2 separate regions of the Mus musculus genome follow, and region 2 is linked to region 1. A link is a contact called in public Hi-C data. All regions are on one chromosome and are shown on one strand. The core of a region is the stretch at or near the end of the contact, and the rest is flanking DNA. Distances in the headings are between cores, read along the strand shown.

Evidence for each region. Hi-C and Micro-C count contacts between places; a contact is called where the count stands out from the background.
Region 2: a contact with region 1 is called in a Hi-C map of bone marrow-derived macrophages, with 45 read pairs. The contact joins two enhancer-like sites. A contact is called at or near these places in 6 of 39 promoter capture datasets (the 3T3-L1 cell line, the HPC-7 cell line, cranial neural crest and 3 more), 2 of 15 datasets of contacts at CTCF or cohesin (CD8 T cells and the NIH/3T3 cell line), 6 of 484 Hi-C or Micro-C datasets (B cells, Th1 cells, bone marrow-derived macrophages and 2 more), 3 of 115 datasets of contacts at active chromatin or transcription factors (CD8 T cells, bone marrow-derived macrophages and pancreatic cancer cells) and 3 of 9 other capture datasets (adipose tissue, liver and pancreatic islet).

What each region holds. Positions count from the first base shown.
Region 1 is chr7:47,030,223-47,034,415 of GRCm38.p6, reverse strand. No RefSeq gene overlaps it. Among named protein-coding and RNA genes, the nearest start is that of Tmem86a, 18 kb to the left of the region's middle. Within about 2 kb of position 2,810, at least 69 of the 459 cell types and tissues checked have an H3K27ac peak or open chromatin away from gene starts, as enhancers often do. A contact at or near this core is called in the NIH/3T3 cell line, Th1 cells, bone marrow-derived macrophages and 1 more, where this site is marked.
Region 2 is chr7:47,108,390-47,112,738 of GRCm38.p6, reverse strand. It overlaps Ptpn5 (protein tyrosine phosphatase, non-receptor type 5), which reads left to right. Exons shown (of 14, transcript NM_001163565.1): 2 at 1-18. Gm14377 (a long non-coding RNA gene) reads right to left here. Exons shown (of 4, transcript XR_003946769.1): 2 at 2,661-2,761; 3 at 1,860-1,932; 4 at 1-1,369. Among named protein-coding and RNA genes, the nearest start is that of Gm14377, 15 kb to the right of the region's middle. Within about 2 kb of position 2,033, at least 72 of the 459 cell types and tissues checked have an H3K27ac peak or open chromatin away from gene starts, as enhancers often do. A contact at or near this core is called in the NIH/3T3 cell line, Th1 cells, bone marrow-derived macrophages and 1 more, where this site is marked.

The DNA.
Region 1 (4,193 bases), core at 1,561-4,060:
AATGGGATAGTATTTGGAGATAGGGCCTTTGGGAGATAATCTGGTTTAAACAAGTCATGATGGTTATTGTTGAGTCTCCAGGGTGAGCTCAGTACCTTAAAAAAAGATTAGAGCTTCTCCTCTCCACCGTGAGAGAATGCAAGCTAGGACAGAGGCCCTTCCCAGAACCTACCATGCCAGCTGGGCTTACAGCCTCCCAAACTGCAAGAAAAGATCAGAGTTTAAGCCACACCATCTAAATCGTTGTTAGAGTAGCTAAGACAATGCCTCAGTATTTTAGTAAGGATGGATGGCAAAGGACTTCCCTATAATATTTCAACAGTTCCTAAGGTCATCAAATGTTGACTGTCTTGGGGGTCATGATTTCTTGTGTGGTACTGGGGTGATCCAGGGACCTGCCTGTCCCATCCAATTGTTCGGCCACGCCACACTACAGTTCCAGCCCTTGTAGACGTTTGCTTTGAGAAAGGATCTCATCAAGTTGCCTTGAACTCTCTACATTAACCCAAGCTGACCTCAAATGTAGGATTCTACTGTTTCAGCCTTTTGTGTAGCTCTGCTCAGGAGATCATAAATATTCTCATAAGAAACTATGCCTGCTCGTGCATTTGGACCTGAGGGTTGATAGTGCTCAATTGGTAAAGCACTCGCTGGGCAAGCTTGAGGAGCCACTGTGTGCCATCCCAGAACCCATGTGAAATGCCAGGTGCTCTGGCTTACGATAAGAAGTTCAGCACTAGGCAGGCAGAGACAGTGGAACTCACTGACCAATCAGCCTACTCTAACCATTGAGCTCCAGGGCTCACTTTCTCAAAAAGCCTAGGAAGATAACTTGGCAGTTAAGAGAGAGCACTTGCTGCTCTTCTTGCTTGGTTTCCAGCACTCACAATTGGCCATAACCCTGTCTTAGGGGGTCCAAAGCCATCTTCTGGCCTTCACTAGCAACAGGCACGCAAACACACACACACAGTTCATGTGCACACACTCAGGCAAAACACTTATCCATATATACAAAAATATACTAATATTTTTAAAGAAAAAAAAAAAGAAGGACATCTCCTGACATGACACTCAGGCTGACTTTGGGCCTTCACATGCATGTGCATGCATGTGCATGTATATGCACATGAACACATATGCACATGGACACATATGCACATGAACACACACAGGGGATGAGGGTGGCGGGGGGTGGGGGGGAGCCAGTATTCCCCAAGATTAATCAGTTCTAACAAATAATTAAATGTCTGTGTTTGTTTGGCACAGAGATGTGGCTGACTTGGCAGGGCACTTCCTTAGCATACATAAAGCCCCGTGTTCGATCTCAGGCACCACATAACCCTGGCACAGCGGCACACACCTGTAATCCCAGCACTGGAGAACTGGAGGCAGGAGAATCAAGAAGTTCAGGGTCACTCTCAGCTACCTAGTGAGTTTCCACTCATCTGGTGGGAAAATGTTTGTTATAGAAAACTGAGCTGTTTGTTAAAGGTCACAAGCTATGTCTATCAGAAAAGGTTGAATTTACCCACCAGTTTGTAGTAACTAACTCTTTATGACTCCCTTATGTTGCCTGACGACTAGTGGTGTCACTTGTAGGTTGCCTGACTAGTGGTGTCACTTGTTTGGGACAGGATCATGAAAGCTGCCCTCACGACTTGTGATGTCCACGCCATCTCATTCTTTCGGGGATGTTACTTACCTCCAGTGGTAATGCTGAGGTAAATTAATTATATCATTTTATTGTCTGCTCTCATGTTAAATTATAGGCTCCAGAATAGTTGAGAATAACAGATGGTGGGCCGTGCCTATCATCCCTGCATTTGGAGGTTGAGGCAGAAGGAAAGGTCAGGTTGAAGATCAGCCTGGGCTGTATAGAAAGACCTCATGTCAGGATTGGAAGCGGGATGTAGGAAGCCAAGCACAGTGGCTCACACTTTAATCCCAGCACTCAGGAGGCAGAGGCAGGTGAATCTCTGTGAGTCTGAGACCACCCTGGTTTACAGAGCTAGTGCCAGGACAGCCAGGGATATACAGAGAAACCTGTCTGGGGGGGTGGGGGGTGGGGAACATGGCAAGCAAGCTAGGCACATGCCTTTTAATCCTCACACTCAGGAGGCAGAAGCAGGTGGATCTCTGTGGGTTCAAGGCCAGCCTGGTTGACATAGTGAGCTCCAGGACAGACAGCTAGAGCTACATAGTAAGATACCATGTCAGAGGAAAAAAAAAAAGGATTGGGGATTTGGGGGTGGGGAGCATCAGTGTATCATATTTAATATAGAGCCTGGCACACAGTACTATTCCTAAATGAAATTATTCCATTATTTGCTAGTGGTTGGTTTGTTTGTTAGTTTGTTTGTTTGTTTGTTTTCTTTTTCCAGACTAACCTCCATATCCAAAAGCTCTCAGATATAAGAAACTTTGTCTATTCAACACAGAATCCCCATACCCTGAGCCAGGTATGATGGCACACACCTATAATCTCAGCATTGCTGAGGCTAACGCTGAAGGATCACCCATTTCAAGTCCAGGCCGGATCCTCCACTGTGAGACTCTGTCTCAAGCCTCACTCCAAGCGGGAGGGGAGATAATTCCACTGCCTAGAAAGTTCTCAGTGATGTTTTAATACACACACAATTGAATTCATTAAAATAGGGAGCTAAAGTACTGAGAGGCAAAGTTATGAGACCAAAGTTGTTCCACAAATGACTGGAAGAACCAGGGTTTGCTGTCAGATCTAGAAGGTTCTAAGAATCCAGATGTTATCCCCAGCTGCCTCCCAGAGCTGCACAGGGGATGAGCATGGCTGCATTGCATCAGACCCTCTGACTCAGTGCTTCTCAGCCTGACTAATGCTGTGACCCTTTAATACAGTTCCTTAGGTTGTGGTGACCCCCAGCCATAAAAATTATTTTCTTTGCTATTTCATAACTGTGGTTTTGCTATGGTTATGTATCATAATGTAAATATCTGTGGTATCCGGTGGTTTTAGGCGACCTCTGTAAAAGCACTGGTCGATTCCCAGTGGGTCTCGGCCTGCAGGTTGAGACCCTCTGGTCTAACTGCCTTTTTCTCTTTCCCAGAAACTAGGCCATGTTTCTACAGCTGACATACCCTTGCTGTAAAAGCGAGAGCACCTCAGATGTATGGAAGGGGCAAGCCCAGCCCTCCCACCCCCACCCCCAGCAACTACAAGGTAACACAAACTAGTAAACAGCACAGTTTTTTAAAAAATAAAATAAAATAAGGAGATCGCTGAGGTGCCAACTGTCAGCGAGGCTGCCTGGGCCTAATTACGGCTAAATTTTAAATGTCATTTTTGACAGGAAGTTTCTAAAATGTAAGTGGAAAATGCTGTGGCAAATGGCCAAGTAGTACAATTACTCAGTACATTTGCATTTTTTAAAAAAAAGACATAAAATGGTCCTTTCAGCCGGGCAGAGAGGTACACGCCTATTATCCCAGTGCTTGGGAAATGGAGGCGGGTCATCCACAGCTATGTAGCAAATCAGAGAGACCAGTCTGGGTTACATTATAAAAACAAAAACCAAAAAGCAAAAAAACTGGATTTCCCTGACAAATACTTAGAAGGAATCTCACAGCCAACCACTGGACTGAACTGGGGGGAGGGGTGTCCCCGATGGAGGAGATGGAGTAGGGACTGAAGGAGCTGAGGAGGTTTGCAGCCCATGGAGGGAACAACAGTGTCAACAGGCCAGACTCTATGGAGCTCCTGGGGACTGGACCACCAACCAAAGAGTACACATGGAGCGACCCATGGTGCTGGCTACATTTGTGGCAGAGGATGGCCTTGTTGGACATCAGTGGGAGGAGAGGCCCTCAGGCCTGAGGGTGTTCAATGCCCCAGTATAGGGGAATGCCAGGGCGGGAGGATGGTAGTAGGTGGGTGGGAGAGCACCCTCATAGAGTGAGGGGAAGGGGAGAACAAGATAGCGGGGTTCTAAAGGAGAGACCTGGAAAGGGGGAAACATTTGAAATGTAAATAAAGAAAATATCCAAGAAAAAAACTGGTTTATAATATGCTCACCTCAGCAGATGCTGGCGAGGATGTGGAGAAAGAGGAACACTCCTCCATTGTTGGTGGGATTGCAAGCTTGTACAACCACTCTGGAAATCAGTCTGGCGGTTCCTCAGAAAATTGGACATAGTACTACCAGAGGATCCCGCAATAC
Region 2 (4,349 bases), core at 784-3,283, 79 kb before region 1:
GTAGTGAGAGGCTGTTGGGTAAGTGTCCTCCACACTCCTATGACTCAAGAACTCAAAGTTGGGGAAGAAGGTACCACTTGACACAGAACCAGAGACCTGGCTGACTGTGAACTTGCTGTTCCAAGGTATCTGTATAGATGGGGATTTGTTGCTCAAACCCTGAGTGTCTTTCTGACCTAGTATCCTTTGGGGCAGCTCTGCCTCCTCTGGGAAGAAGAGCAGACAGCTGAAGATGTGCTTAGGGGTAAAAAGGAAGAGAGTAGGCCAGGGAGCCCAGCACAGAGAGCCGCTGATCAGTGATGTGTCAGTGAAGGCCTCGGGAGCAGTGGAGAAGATTTTAAACCAGATGCTATGGTCTGAGCTGAGGGTGGCCAAGCAGCATGCAGAGCTGCCTGTCAGTCCTGCAGAGAAGCCTGGTTAGAAATCAGAACCTGCCTTTGGAGTGCAAGTGACCACACATGCAGGAGTCTGCCCACCTGTTCAAACCCCTGTCGTAGCTGTCACCATGGAGACAGCCAGGGCACTGTGCCCATGGGGTGGCAGCATGGCACACCAGTAGGAGACCACATCCCTGGTCAAGGTAAACTGCATTCAAAGGAAAGGAGTAGAGAAGACAGAAGGTGGTTTTATTCCCTTTTTATATGTTTTAATTATTTTCCTCATAACAAGCGTCCGTTGCGGCAATGTTACAAAATAAAGGCAGGCGAAACCGATGAAAACTTGCCATACCTTTGTCAGCCTACGTTTTCATATCCTCCGCCCAAATGTTTGTTTCAAAAATAGCCTTTTGAATTCTAACTTTGAAGCCGCAAACCTGTGGTGTCTGAGAAACCTCATGATCGTGCAAGGTAAGACGTTCTAAAATGCAGTCTCTGTGTGACATTTAAGATTGGCATTGAAAAGAAACAAATATGACTCTGAAGTAGTGACTTCAAAATAAGCAATGACAGCATCCGCTGCCCACTGGTTCCCATGTCTTGAAAGCTCTTCTAGTAGCCTGGGCCTTTGGAGCAGCTTGCCCTTAACCTGTAGGGGCACCATTGCATACCATGATCTCCTGGTTAGAGGGATGGATGTATCTCATAGAAGACATCCTAGAGGCGACCAGAAGAGCTAGTTGGAAAGAAAGAATTGTCTGAAGGAATATGAAAGCTGGGTACCTGAAGGGCCACCGTGTGCTGGGAAGGGTGGGGTGACAGATCCATCCCTCATATTTTAGTGTGATAGCATAAGTCCAACATGTAGGCAAGAAAGATGGGGGTCCACGGGGTGAAGAACTTAGCTTCCTGACTTTCAGAGTGGTCCAGTCGTCGAGCTGATGATTCCAGAGGAGAGAAATGAGTGCCCCATCACTGGAGGCATTCAAGTGCTGGAAGATAAGCAACAGAGAGGAAATTTCCACAGTGGGTGGGAGATCTCAGTGACATCAAAGTCTCTTTCAACTATTAAACACTTCTGTGATTCAGATATGAGTCATAGAATTCAGAGATGATTCTACAACCAGAGATGACCCCACTGGCTAGAAAAATATCCATGGAAAGTAGGACATAATGTATAGGAAGCAGGGAGAAGCACAGTGTGAAGGGAAGAGCATGGGGCTTGGCATTTGGGTCTGACTATGCTATTTACAGGCTGTGTATTTATGGGCAAGTCATTTAACCTTGCTGGACCTGCCTCCAGCCCATCGTCTGAAAATAGAAAGAACAGCAACATGAATATTCATCTTCACAAAGGTCCTGGGGCAGTAAATAGATGTGACCCACTCATCGGTTCGGTAAGAACATTTACTGAGTACCTTCCATGTCTCAGGTACTGGATTGGGAGCTAGGACATAGTGGTAGATGAAACACAGTCCCTACCTTAATGAAGGTTCGTGGACGGGTTCTGTGCTGGGCCAATTCTGGAAAATGGGGCAGAGCCACAGCAGAGAGGCTACAGTAAGAAGCACAATACGTTTAATTCTAACTCTCCTCCCCCAGAGCCGGCAAACAATGTCGACTGGAAGAGATTAGTCATCTCCATCGAAGCTGGCACACTGCCTGCCTTATGCAATACTCAGGAAGTTGGTATCATTTACTGCCCCCATCTTACAGATGACAGGACCAAGGCCCAGGGAAGTTGGGCTTTCTTCCCAAATTCCCTTAGCTGGTTGACATTTGGTAAGGGAAGACTCAGTCCAGCCATTCCTGAGCCAATGACCTCGCCACTGCCCTGGTCTACCTCCATTGTCTCCATAGAGTCAGTGTTGTCTGTAGATTGAGTGAGAGAGAGTAAAGGGATGCTTGTCCCCAGGGAGGACTTAGGCAGTGTCTCCCTCTGTGTCCTACTTCTGGAAAGCCCTATCTGCCAAGGTCCAGAAAGGTGTGTGCCCTCTAGGCACCCATGATGCCAGGCAGATACAGTATTGTAATGGTTATTTACCTTCTGGTGACCATGAGCTCATGAAGGCAAGGCCCACTCTGTCTCACGTCTGTGTCCTCCATGCCCAGCATTTGTTCAGCCATGTCTCCATTTATTCACCATTAACTGAGCACCTACATGTGACCGGCTCTGTAATCGTTTCAGAAAATCTAATAGAAAGCTACACTAAGAAAGCACCTACCCCACAAGACTATATTATGTCTTAAGAGTGGGGCTTCAGGTCTGGAGAGATGACTAACCTGATAAGAGCACTGGCTATTCTTCCAGAGGGTCCAGGTTCAATCCCAGTATTCACATGGAGGCTCACACATGGTCTGTGCCTCCAGTTACTCCGTGAACTCTGCAGGCATGTAGTGTCGAGACGTACATGCAAACAAAAACCCATATACATTAAATCAATTACTATAAGGGAAAAAAGAGTGAGATTCTGGTCTTAAATCTGTCTCAGTCACTAATCAGAGAAGTTAATAACTTCACCTTCCTGGATCTGCTGTCTATAAAGTGTCAAGATTAATCTTTGCAGGGCTAGAGAGATAGCTCAGCAGCTAAGAGCACTGGCTGCTTTTCCAGAGGAACTGGGGTCATTTTCCAGAATCCACTTGGCAGCTCATAGATGTCTGTGACCTCACCTCTAAGGGCCCCAACACCCTCCCAGAGACAGACATGTAAGCAAAATCGCAATGCACATAAAATAATGTTTTAAATCAAGAAAATAAAACATTTTTAAAAGATTAATCTTTGGTGCCATACAGGATTGTTGGATGGCTCGGTGGATTAATAAAGAGCTGAGATCATCCATAAGTATCCACTGTAGAGGGAAGATAGGCAACTCGTAGGGAGGGGGAACCATGGGCCAACAGTGGAATGACCGTAGAAAAAGATGAAAGCGAAGCAGAGGGAGGTGGGGAAGAACTGGAAGGTGGTTTAGCACTGTGATTGTGTGGCGCTGATCCTGGTGTGAAATCTATTGCCACAAAGGCTGGTCATCCAGATTTGCTGACCTAAATGGCAACCTGGACATAAAACAGATGAATGTACAGAGGCCAAGAGCACTGGGGTGCTGGGCCTCCGAAGAACCCATAGACACTGTGAGCAATTGCATAATGATAATAGCAGTATAAGAATACAGCCCTAAGTAGTCTCTCTCCCTCCCTACTGCCTTCCCTGCTGGGCAAGATACAGGCAGAGTGAGGGCCAGCCAGGCTGGGTGACTCATCCATTCCCACACAAACTTCAGAGTGGGATGACACGGCCAACACTCAGAGCCTCGGTCACCCGGACCTGAGCCGGCATGAGGCAGGTCATATAGACCTCTTAGATAGCGTTCCCTGGAGTGAAGATGTCTTTAGGCATCACAAGCAATCCAGGAAGCCCACAGCTGCCTTCAAAGCGGGTAGGCTGCTCACACCCTCCAGGGCAACTCCCACGTGCGCTCACACACTTTGTGTTTGTTCTCATTTGACACAGCCGCATGCTCCCATACACACACGCACATGCCCACACAGTCGCCCGAGCACGTGGCCCACCTTAGACTCACAGGGCCCTGTGGGGGTGGACACGCACCTCCGGAGGACATACACACCTGCATGTCTCCTTCCTCTCGCATGCTCAGCTTGCTCAGCTCTGCAGTGACATCTGCCTTTATCCACTTCATAAGCTCCCTGGCAACTAAAAGACATACCAGCCCTCTCACTCTCTCTGGGTCTCTCCTGGGACTGCACCCTGACCTCACATATGTGCACCAAGATCAGAAAGCACACTCCTTCCCCCTGCATCCCCTCTTCCCCTGCCATTTAGCACTCTTGATTGCAGGGACCATGGTTGATACTTGGTGTAGACCTGTCACTCCATGCTTGCACAGACATCTTTTCTTCCCCCCAACACGCACACTTCTTTTTAGGTGGTCACTCTCCTCTCTCCCACTCCCC